Regions from separate parts of the Mus musculus genome. Here regions 2 and 3 are each linked to region 1. Evidence: chromatin contacts called from public HiChIP or PLAC-seq data. All regions are on one chromosome and are shown on one strand. The core of a region is the stretch at or near the end of the contact, and the rest is flanking DNA. Distances in the headings are between cores, read along the strand shown. Region 1 has its middle 3.8 kb from the start of Gm40104. Region 2 overlaps Gm5544 (predicted gene 5544). Region 3 overlaps Gm31420 (a long non-coding RNA gene).

Region 1 (3,225 bases), core at 290-2,789:
TCCTCCATCTCCTGTCTTTGCTCCTTATCCCTAAATCTCCTTTGAGCTGAAAATTTGATCTTGTGATCCTGAGCCTATAATCGTCCTATAATTGTCCAGGAAAGAATTAGGCTGGGGGCCACTTCCCTCATAACTTCTGTTTCCCTCAGAAACTTAGCGCTGGTAGAGTTTCCTCCATTATCTGAAAATGTTATAATTGTTTATGGAAGGAGGATTAATTTGGTATTATTTATTCTGAAAGAGCAGAGATTTGTCGCCCTTCATTGTTTAAACTTGAAGTAGGGTTTTTTATTTGTATTAGTTTTAATTATATGTAGGTTTATGTGCCTGCATGTTGTATGCGCATGTGAGCAAAAGTGCTCATGTCGGACAGAGGGATCAGATCTCTTAGAGCTGGAGTTGCAGACTGCCGTGAGCCACCCGAGGTGGGTGCTGGGATATGAACCTCGGTCCTCTAGAAGAACAGCAAGTATTCTTAACTACTGAGCCATCTCTCCAACCTCTATATCTTCATACCATTGTCATAGGAAATACCCTAAGATGATCCCTAATAATCTTTAACCTTATATAATGTCCTTGAGTTGGGACAGAGCCAGCAATGAGATCTCATACCTGGAGTCATTCTAAATTTCATATAAAACAAGATTTCATGATGCTGATTAGGATTTCAAATCAATGGACCTCGTGGAAATACCTCTGAAGAGAGACAGAGCTTTTCCTGGAGAAAAACATAAAGCAGAGAGGAATTTTGGTGGCACAGAGAAGCCATGCATGTAGCAAAAAGTCAGAGGCCAGGAGGAGTTGAAAGAAGCCCACTGCAGACAGACAGATAGACAGACAGACAGACAGACAGACAGAGCCATCTCAGTGCCACAGTTGCAGGGATTAAACTCACTTGACAACTTAAAAAGACTGGGAGTGACTCCTTCCCCAGAGTCATCAGAAGGAAACACAGTTTGCCCGATGCCTGCTTTCAGCTTGAAATTCCTGGGTCAGAAGACCCAGCTAACTCAGGCCTGACCTTTTGACCTGTGGGAACTGTGGGAGAGCAAACTGGTATTGCTTTAAACCTCTGCAATTTGTGGTGCTTCTGTATGCAGCAACAGAAAACTAGGCGATTCACACTGTGGATTTGTGGTCACTGTATCATACCAGGGGGTTCAGGGAAAGACAGACTCTTAGAACTACAAGGGCTGGTTCTCTTCTTTTGTATAAACGCATTGGCAGTCAGAAAGAAAACAAACTGTGGAGAAAGAAAAGTCAGAGCTTGAACAGGAAGATGGCCTCTGTATAACTCAGTGTGGTGCCTGTGGGGAGAATTAATGAGGCTTTCCTCCTGTGCCAGTACAGAACCTGGGAAAATGTCAGATGAGCAACTTTGTGTTTTGTTTTATTCCGTCTTGTTTTCCTAACAGCGATGGGGGTTGAATTCAGGGCCCTGCACAGGCTAAACAAACAATGTGCTGCTGAGCTGTAGCACCAGCCCTTTAAGCAAATACCGGGAATGCTGGGTCCAGAGCACAGCAGTTGTTGGCTTGTCCGGTTGACTTCCTAGGGCTGGAGATGCCAGTGGTGTGTTTCCATGGCTACCTCAGAGACCCACATGTCTGCCTTACTCGGAGCCAGAACCTCGAAAGTCCTGCAAGGGCTGAGTGTGTCTCAACTATTTAGTCACCCAGGACATAGCTCCACATGCCTCTGGGAAAGGCCTGGAGGAAGATTCATCGCGCACATGTGATAGCTTTGCAGGGCTCTATCTTCTTCAGAAACCAAGTCTCCACTAAGAGTCACTCAGAGAGCTGAAGGAAATGTCTCAAAGCCAGTGCCTTTGTAATGATTGCACTTCTCTCCAATTTCATCCCCAGAGAACCTGGGGTTAGTCACCACCAGGGTCCCTCCTCCATGTACATACCCCACCTTTGTCCACTCTGAAGGGTAACTGCCATTGTCCGTTTGTCCTCTACCAGCCCATCATCCTCACTCCCATGGGAAATACCAACCTGCAGTGGCCTCTCCCATCACCTCTCTCTCCTTCCTCATCTTCCTCTATTTCTTTCTTCCTTCTTCCCTCTCTCTCCCTCCTTTCCTTCTCTCCCTCCATTTCTTCCCTCTCCTTTCTTCCTCCCTCTCTTCTTTCCTCCCTCCTTCTCTCTTTCCCTCTCTACCTTCTTGTCTCTCCCCCCTCCTTCCATTTCTTCCTTCCTTTCTCTCTTCCAGTTTGTTCTTTGGCAATCTTATACACATGTAATCAATTGAGTCATCTCTCCCCTCTTGCTCTCTCTTATCTCTGTGCCCACTCCCTCCCATTGAGTCCTTTCTTCCCAAGCAGCCCCCTCCTACTGTAATGTAATTTTGTTCTTGGCCCATTGAGTTTGGTTGGGGTTGTTTGCATGAGCCTGAGTACAGATTTAATTACCAGATAAATAACCACTTTTCAGTGGCTATAGCACTGAAGAAAACTAGCTCCCGGGGGGTGCAGTGGGGTGGGGCTTCAAGAATTCCTCTTTCATCCATGAGGAAATATTGATAGGGGCCACTCTTGTGAGGTGAGCACAGCTGTAGGGTCGTGTCACATCCAGGAGACGTCCTGTTGTAGCATCTCTCTCCATCTTCCAACTCTTAGGTTCTTTCCAATCACTTTCATGATTTCCCCTCCAACACTCCCTAGCCTTGGGTGTGTTGTGTTGTGTAGATAAATCCATTGAGACTGGGTTCTACAACTCAGCAGTAGTGTATGTCTTAATGCCATGGGGAAAAGGATGTCTCTGGACCTTCTCAAGTCAGATCCAAAGAGACAAAGACAGAAATGGTGATAAGGAGATCTGATGAGAATCGGGACTGTGGGAGAGGGGCTGAGGTGATGGAAGGATTCAGCTGCCACAGGACAGTGCTGGAGCAACGAGAGCAACGAGAGGGGTAGCAGGGCGGATCCTCGGGAAGAAGGGATTGCATGGATTAGACTTGTCAAGTAGTATTGAGGTCAGAGCCATCAGGCTCAAGTTTGAATACCCAGAGAATGCTGAGCTAAGAGAAGACTCAAGAGAGGAAATGTCTGGCTGGAGCCACAGGCATGTGGCCTGAAGACATTGGCTCCATTAACCACACACATCTGCTCATTTCCTCAGCCATGTCCCAGCTGTGCTTTGTTTCCACGGGTGATTCTCCTCCTCCTCCTTCTCCTCCTCTCCCTCCTCCTCCTCTCCCTCCTCTTCCCCCTTCTCCTCT
Region 2 (3,225 bases), core at 541-3,040, 260 kb before region 1:
GCTTCTGCTTTCTTGCACACTCTTCTCTGCCTCTGCCGTGACTTTAAAGGCATCCTTGGCTCACTTCAGCCTCTCCCCCCAGATGTCCATTGGTCTGTTCTCTCAGGCTCCTTGAGCTCTTTGTTCTAATGCCACCCACACAGAAAACTTCCTTTGGTGAAATCTCTGTCTTTTCCCCAGATTCCAGGATTCCCCACTCCTCCTCCTGCTTCATGCTTTAGCAGCTTGTCTTACTTTGTGGGACTTATTTTAAGGGTTACTTGTTGGCTCCCCTTGGGGACTGTGTTCTGGAAGAAAAGTGTTTGTGTTCACTGTCCACGGCTATAGCATCGGTATCTCAGCTGTGCCTGGCAAAATGCGCTTTCTGATGTGTGTTAAATGACTGTAACTACACTATTAAAAATCTGGAAAATGACGCCTTGGTTTTGAAAGTTGGAAGGTATTGACTGTTAAGTGTGATGTGCATAGGAGCTATAGTGTAGAAGAAAATTGGATTCTGGTCCTGATGCTGCATTGTTCTAGTTGGGCACAGCTGGGCAACTGTACCTCTCAACTCCATCACCTACGAAGTAGTCATAACAAGGTCTCCCTCACAGAACTGTTGTAAAGATGAGGTGAGGAATATATGCAACTGCCTGGCACACAGTAGGCACAGTGTGAGCCTCAGGCTTCTCTTCTGAACATCCATCGGGGAAAACTGCAGAACTGGAGATAAGTGAGGGCCCCAAATACAGGGGTTGTGCATTTTGTGGTTTACCGTTTAGTCCTCAAGTCCTCCCTAAGCACAGTTTACAGTGGAGATCAGACAAAGGCGACCTGAGTGCTGGTTCACCTTTGACACAAGCTCTCCGACAGTAAGTCCTCACCTCTCTGGCCTCTTTCCATGTTATTAAAATTAAGAGGTTGTGTTGAGTGACTTTCAGTCCATTAAGACTCAAGATGCAATAATTCAAAAGGGCAAGGCAACCCACCTTAGTCTAGCAATCTACACCCTACCATAGTCTAGCCTTCCCTAGACATGCAGACCAGATGTTTCTAATCTTAGACATAAAAGACTCCATTCTTTGGTATCTGAGGTCCAAAAGAAACTAGAGAATTTTTTAAAAGCATACAGCAAAGGAACTTTCTTTTTTTCCCTCATTTCTACATAGCTGCACAGATGGTGTTCAACTTAAGTCAGAAAAGAAAAGCATATATTACACACACACCTTTGGGTTGGGATTTACCATGTGAATCTATATCCCTGAAGGAAAGTGTTTTGTGTTAAGCCAAGAAGTGGATGCCAGCAATTCTCAACTACAGCCCAGCGCCAGCCCAGGCACCCGCAGGACGCGGCCGGGAGCCAGAGCCCGGTGGAGAGTGGCCGGGAGGGCTATGGCTAACGTCTCCCTTCCCGTGGAAAGTTGCCTGGCCTTCCACAGTGCCTCACCAAGGCAGAGGGGTAAGATGGTCTGCTCTACAGGCGCATGGCTGCAGTCAGCAGGTTAGCAGCCCTGTCTGTGTTTCTCTGGGTGGGGGAGGGGTGTCAGCTGCCCAGGACTCCCTCCAGCAACTGACCACAAAGCTTTTCAAATGCCCCGTTGGCAAGGCCCCTGACTTTACTCAGCTGAAAACTGAGGACCTCATCTGGGAAGGGTCAGTTTAAAAAAATGACAGCATTGCCCAAAGTAAACAAAGGGAACAACCACAACAAAATCCTTCTCAGCAGCGTTTCTTTACAATTCCCAGCCCAGCCCACGGGGGCTCGGGCTCAAGTCCCCACCCACTGCCTCTGATGCCCCCATGAGGCCATGTCTGAGTAAGCTTAGCTGACCTGAGGAGCGCAGCTTGTGAGCACGCCCTCCCTGCCCTCTCCCCTGAGTGCAGAGCTGCTGAAATTGGAGTTTAAGGCTGCAGGCACGGAGACTGGCTCGTTCATCAAGATCACTGAACACAGCATAAGAGATAAGTCACCGCTGCTTACTGAGGTGGATCCGGAGGAAGTCGGGGGCCTGAACTGGTCTTTTTCTTCCGGATCCACTCAGCACTGAGGTCACCTCACACTGTTCCAAAGAACTATGAAATAAGGGACTTAATTTTGAGGTTCTCTGTCCTTTTTCTTTTTTGTCGAGACAGAGTCTCTCCTGGAACTCACTATGTAGACCAGTCTGGCCTCGAACTCACAGACATCTGCCTGCCTCTGCCTCCCAAATGTTGGGATTAAAGGAGTGCACTCCCATGCCTGACACTTTATCCTTTTTGAAAGTTTTCTTTCTTTTATTATTTCTTTTATGTGTGTTTTGCCTGCATATATGTCTGTGTACCACATGTGAGCATTATATCCAGGGAGGCCGGGAGAGAGTTTATAATCCCCCAAGACTGGAAGCAGAGATGATTTGGGTGCTGGGAATTGAACCACAGTCCTCTGCGAGAGCAGACAGTGCTCTTAACTTCGGAGCCATGTCTCAGTTCCCATCTGTCCTCTTCTTGATTCTAAGCGAATCTTCCTCTGTTGATCTTGAAGCCTGCCTAGAAAACAATTTTTGAATTTAGACTTGAGCAAGAGGCCTAAGGCTTCCACTTTGTGTGCCTTGTTCACACGATGCATTCAGGTTACTCAAAGCTTCTTTCGAGCATTCTGAGGTCTGCTGCTGAGTGAAGGAGAAATGGGCTTCAGAGTCCAGAAGACCCTGGGATTCTGTCACTACACTAGCTGTGTAGATTAATACACACAAAGTATCTACTCTAAGACTTAGCTTCCTGCAAAATGAATGGGACCATAGTATCTGTTTTAGTTAAAGTTACAACGGCTGTGATGGAACACTGACCAAAGCAACCTGGGGAGGAAAGGCTTTATTCATCTCACTCATCCTCATCGCTGTTTATCATTGAAGGAAGTCAGGACAGGGACTCAAACAGGGTAGAACCCTGGAGGCAGGAGCTGATGCAGAGGCCTTCGAGGGGTGCTGGTTACTGGCTTGTTCCTCTTGGCTTGCTAAGCCTGCTTTCTTATAGAACCCAGGATCATTTGCCTAGGGATGGCCCCCCTCAGGATGGGCTGGGCCCTCCCCCATAGATCACTAATTAAGAAAATGCCTTACAGACTCACGGGAGACATTCTTTTTCAATTGAGTTTCCTCCTTTCTGAAGACTCTAGCTGTGTCATAAAAACCAGCCAGTGCAGTATCTTCATTATAATATCATGGTAGGGAGGAAGGTGCTCCTGGCGTGTGCCATGGCTTGTGA
Region 3 (3,225 bases), core at 253-2,752, 160 kb after region 1:
TGAGAGTTGGGGTGGAGGGCGCATCTCTAGAATGTGCCAGAGACCTGGGATGGGGGAGGCTCCGAGGAGTCTATGAGGGTGACTGTAGCTGAGACTCCTAGCAGTGGGGATATGGAGCCTGAAGAGGCCATCCCCTGTAGCCAGGCAGGACTCCCAGAGGAAGGATAAGGACACCAACCCATCCACAAAACTTTCCACCCAAAATTTGTCCTGCCTATAAGAAATGCAGGGACAAAGATGGAGCAGAGACAGAGGGAATAGCCAGTCAATGTCTGGCCCAACTTGAGAGCCATCTCATGGGTAAAAACCAATCCTGGACACTGTTAATGATACTCTGTTATGCTTGCAGACAGCAGCCTAGCATAACTGTTTTCTGAGAGGCTCCACCCATCAGCTGACTGAAACAGATGCAGTGACCCACAACCAAATATTAGAGGGAGTTTGGAAGGAGACTCCACAGGAAGACCAACAGAGTCAACTAACCTGAACCCTTGGAAGCTCCCAGAAATCGGACCACCAACCAAAGAGCATACACAGGCTGGACCTAGGCTTCCCACTCATATGTTACTGTGGGGAGTGGGTGTGGCGGTTATCCCAAGATGGTGCCCGGGACTGTAGCCAAGTCTAATGACTTGCACCTGACTTCCTCATACACCTGAAAATAAGGCACGTCCATCGTGAGAGCTGCGCAGGCCCACCATGATGCAAGATCAGGCCATTTGATGAAGGCCAATGAACTGAGATTACGCGGACTGGGCTGATGGGGCGTGGTTGAGGGGTTATATAAGGGATTGCGATTGGGGCTAGAGGAGATTCCTGCTTGCATGTTGAAAGCTTCCTGAATAAACTGCTTTGAGAAGAACGCTGTGTCGTCACTCTTTTTTGCTGGTCGGAGACAGAAGCGACATGTTACAAGTGTGCGGCTTGGTCTTTATGCAGGACCCCGACAACTGGAGCAGGGCTCTCCCCAGCTCTGTTGCCTACCTGTGGATCCTGTTCCTCTAACTGGGCTGTTTTGTCTAGCCTCAGTAAGAGAGGATGTGCCTAGTCCTGCGGTGACTTAATATGCCAGGGTGGGGTGGTACCTAGGGTGGTCTCCCCACTTCTCAGAGGAGAAGAGGAGAGGGATGAAGGGAGGGGCCATGTGAGGGAAGGACCGGGAGGAGAGGGAGGCTGAGATCAGGATGTAAAGTGAACAAATGAATAAATTAATCAGTGGAAAAATGCGTATTTATTTTATTTTATGTGTAAGAAGAGGGTGTCAAGCCCCTGTAGCTGGAGGTCTGGAGGGTTGTGAGCCACCCTGTGGAAGAACAGGCACACAGCACAGTGACTTCTGCCTCATGTGTACTTTTCTATCGGTTGTTTTAATTGTTCACTTTCCAGGCCTCGCTGAGATACCCAAGACAGAAACACAAATGCCTCTCTGTCCCCATGCTGCACACTCATTTGCCGACTGTGAGTGGCACGTTTTATAGAATGGAATGCACAGAATGAGGTGTGCCCTGGGGAGGAAATTCCTGTGTGGATGGATGACTGGTTCCAGCTCATTACCACCATGGCATCCTTCAAAGATGACACACATCTCTCCCAGCTGTGCTTTCCCCGTCTGCTCAGTCTCCGTGTAATTTGATTAAATGTGTCTTTTCCCCCCATCATAATGGAGAGAGAGGCCATGATCCTAGTATGCTAGGAAGATGAGTGCTGGCTGAGGAAACCTGAGACAGGCAGTGGCACCTGTCAGGCCCTGGCTGTATGGACTGCAGGTGGAGGTGCATAGGCCCCTTGGAGAGCGAGCGTATGATGACCCCATGTGACCTGGATGCCCGATATTGAACTGCAGAATCTGGTGTTCACGCTGCTGGGTTTCAGTCTTTGTTTGATCCAGTGTTTCTTTTTTGCTATTTTCCTGCTCCTTCCTTTTGGGATGTGATTTTAAAAATTTGTTATTATTATAATTGTTGTTGTTATTATTATTATTATGGTGTGTGAGATATGTGTGAATATGCATGCATATACGGTGCACATGTGGCCAGGGGCCAGCTCTCAGGATCCACTCTCTCCTTCCATTTTTTACCGTGTGATCCAAGGATCCAACACAGGCCATCAGATTTGTGGGCAAATGTTATTATTCACTGGTATCTGATGGATGGCCTGTATGTGATCTTGTCTCCTCCTCCTCTTCCTCCTCCTCTTCCTTCTTCTTTGAAACTAAAATGTCCTTTCCTGAGGGAGGAGGGAGATTCATGGGTCCCATCTCCAAGGTTTTATAAGCAATAAACTTTTATGAGGAAGAGGAAAAAGGAGTCTTTGGTGACTGCCACACATTGAGCAGGAGCTCCAGGGATGTCACCACCTACTTTAGTGGTTGGGTTTTGGGTGACACAGCTCATTTTGAGTCATTGTTTATCTGGTCTGTCCATGCTATGGGGGTGGGGGTGGTGGTGTGAATTGATGTTTCTTTATGTCCCATTAGGAAAAATACTGTAACAACTACCACTTCTGGCTGCATTGCCTCAGCAAGTTTATTGAAGTCAGAATAGTTTTGATTCATTTAGACTGGGAGTCACATGACCATTCCTTGTTTCCCCCATAAAGACTAGAAAGTCAGTACCTTGTTCTCTTCCTCTTTTGTATTTAATTTCCTGTCAAAGCATAGGCTAACGTGGAAGATGCCATGTGTTTGTGATAGTCTGTTGCAATCCCTTCCTCACAGGGACACACTCTTTCTGGGTAGGTAACACAGCCTCCACTGGCTCCTTAGCGACAGCAGGGGAAGCACAACTACGACCTGGAGGTGTGTGATGACATACCATTTGGTGAAGTCAGCCATGTTGGGTTTGCCCCCTCAGACTGCTGGGCAGAGGCAATGAAACTTCTCCCAAACTCATCTGTATTCAGGAACCAAGGGCAACATGTCTTGGGGAGATGTAAACAAACCCTAGACAGGGCAGCAAGAATAGACCAAAGAAGCAACTGCATCCAAGTGTGGCTTGATGAGGCAGGAGGATTAGTGGACTGACTTACACAGCATGTGGCCCAGGCTGGCCTTGAACTCACTCAATAGAGGAAGATGACCTCGGACTCCCTCTGGGTCCTCCTGCTCCCACCTCCCAAGTGCTGGAATCACCTTGCTTGGCTTAGGAAATGTTCTCATATAAATGTTTTAGTTTCTTATTGTCTGATTTTGAATTTTAAAAAGTCAGATTTATTACTATCATTGTT

Evidence for each region. HiChIP or PLAC-seq counts read pairs in DNA pulled down with a chosen protein or histone mark.
Region 2: a contact with region 1 is called in a FOXA1 HiChIP or PLAC-seq map of pancreatic cancer cells. The contact joins two enhancer-like sites. A contact is called at or near these places in 2 of 484 Hi-C or Micro-C datasets (cerebral cortex and nephron progenitors) and 6 of 115 datasets of contacts at active chromatin or transcription factors (the 230-238 cell line, the SCID.adh cell line, astrocytes and 3 more).
Region 3: an HNF4G HiChIP or PLAC-seq map of pancreatic cancer cells shows a contact between it and region 1. The contact joins two enhancer-like sites. A contact is called at or near these places in 1 of 39 promoter capture datasets (macrophages), 5 of 484 Hi-C or Micro-C datasets (the Ba/F3 cell line, cerebral cortex, forebrain and 2 more), 1 of 115 datasets of contacts at active chromatin or transcription factors (pancreatic cancer cells) and 2 of 9 other capture datasets (adipose tissue and pancreatic islet).

What each region holds. Positions count from the first base shown.
Region 1 is chr3:98,196,897-98,200,121 of GRCm38.p6, forward strand. No RefSeq gene overlaps it. Among named protein-coding and RNA genes, the nearest start is that of Gm40104, 3.8 kb to the right of the region's middle. Within about 2 kb of position 1,540, at least 55 of the 459 cell types and tissues checked have an H3K27ac peak or open chromatin away from gene starts, as enhancers often do. A contact at or near this core is called in astrocytes, nephron progenitors and pancreatic cancer cells, where this site is marked.
Region 2 is chr3:97,940,906-97,944,130 of GRCm38.p6, forward strand. The region is part of intron 1 of Gm5544 (predicted gene 5544); the gene reads left to right. Among named protein-coding and RNA genes, the nearest start is that of Gm5544, 12 kb to the left of the region's middle. RefSeq lists an enhancer at 1,006-1,982. Within about 2 kb of position 1,791, at least 139 of the 459 cell types and tissues checked have an H3K27ac peak or open chromatin away from gene starts, as enhancers often do. A contact at or near this core is called in astrocytes, nephron progenitors and pancreatic cancer cells, where this site is marked.
Region 3 is chr3:98,354,444-98,357,668 of GRCm38.p6, forward strand. Gm31420 (a long non-coding RNA gene) reads left to right here. Exons shown (of 3, transcript XR_001783933.2): 3 at 350-856. Among named protein-coding and RNA genes, the nearest start is that of Gm31420, 5.2 kb to the left of the region's middle. Within about 2 kb of position 1,503, at least 72 of the 459 cell types and tissues checked have an H3K27ac peak or open chromatin away from gene starts, as enhancers often do. A contact at or near this core is called in pancreatic cancer cells, where this site is marked.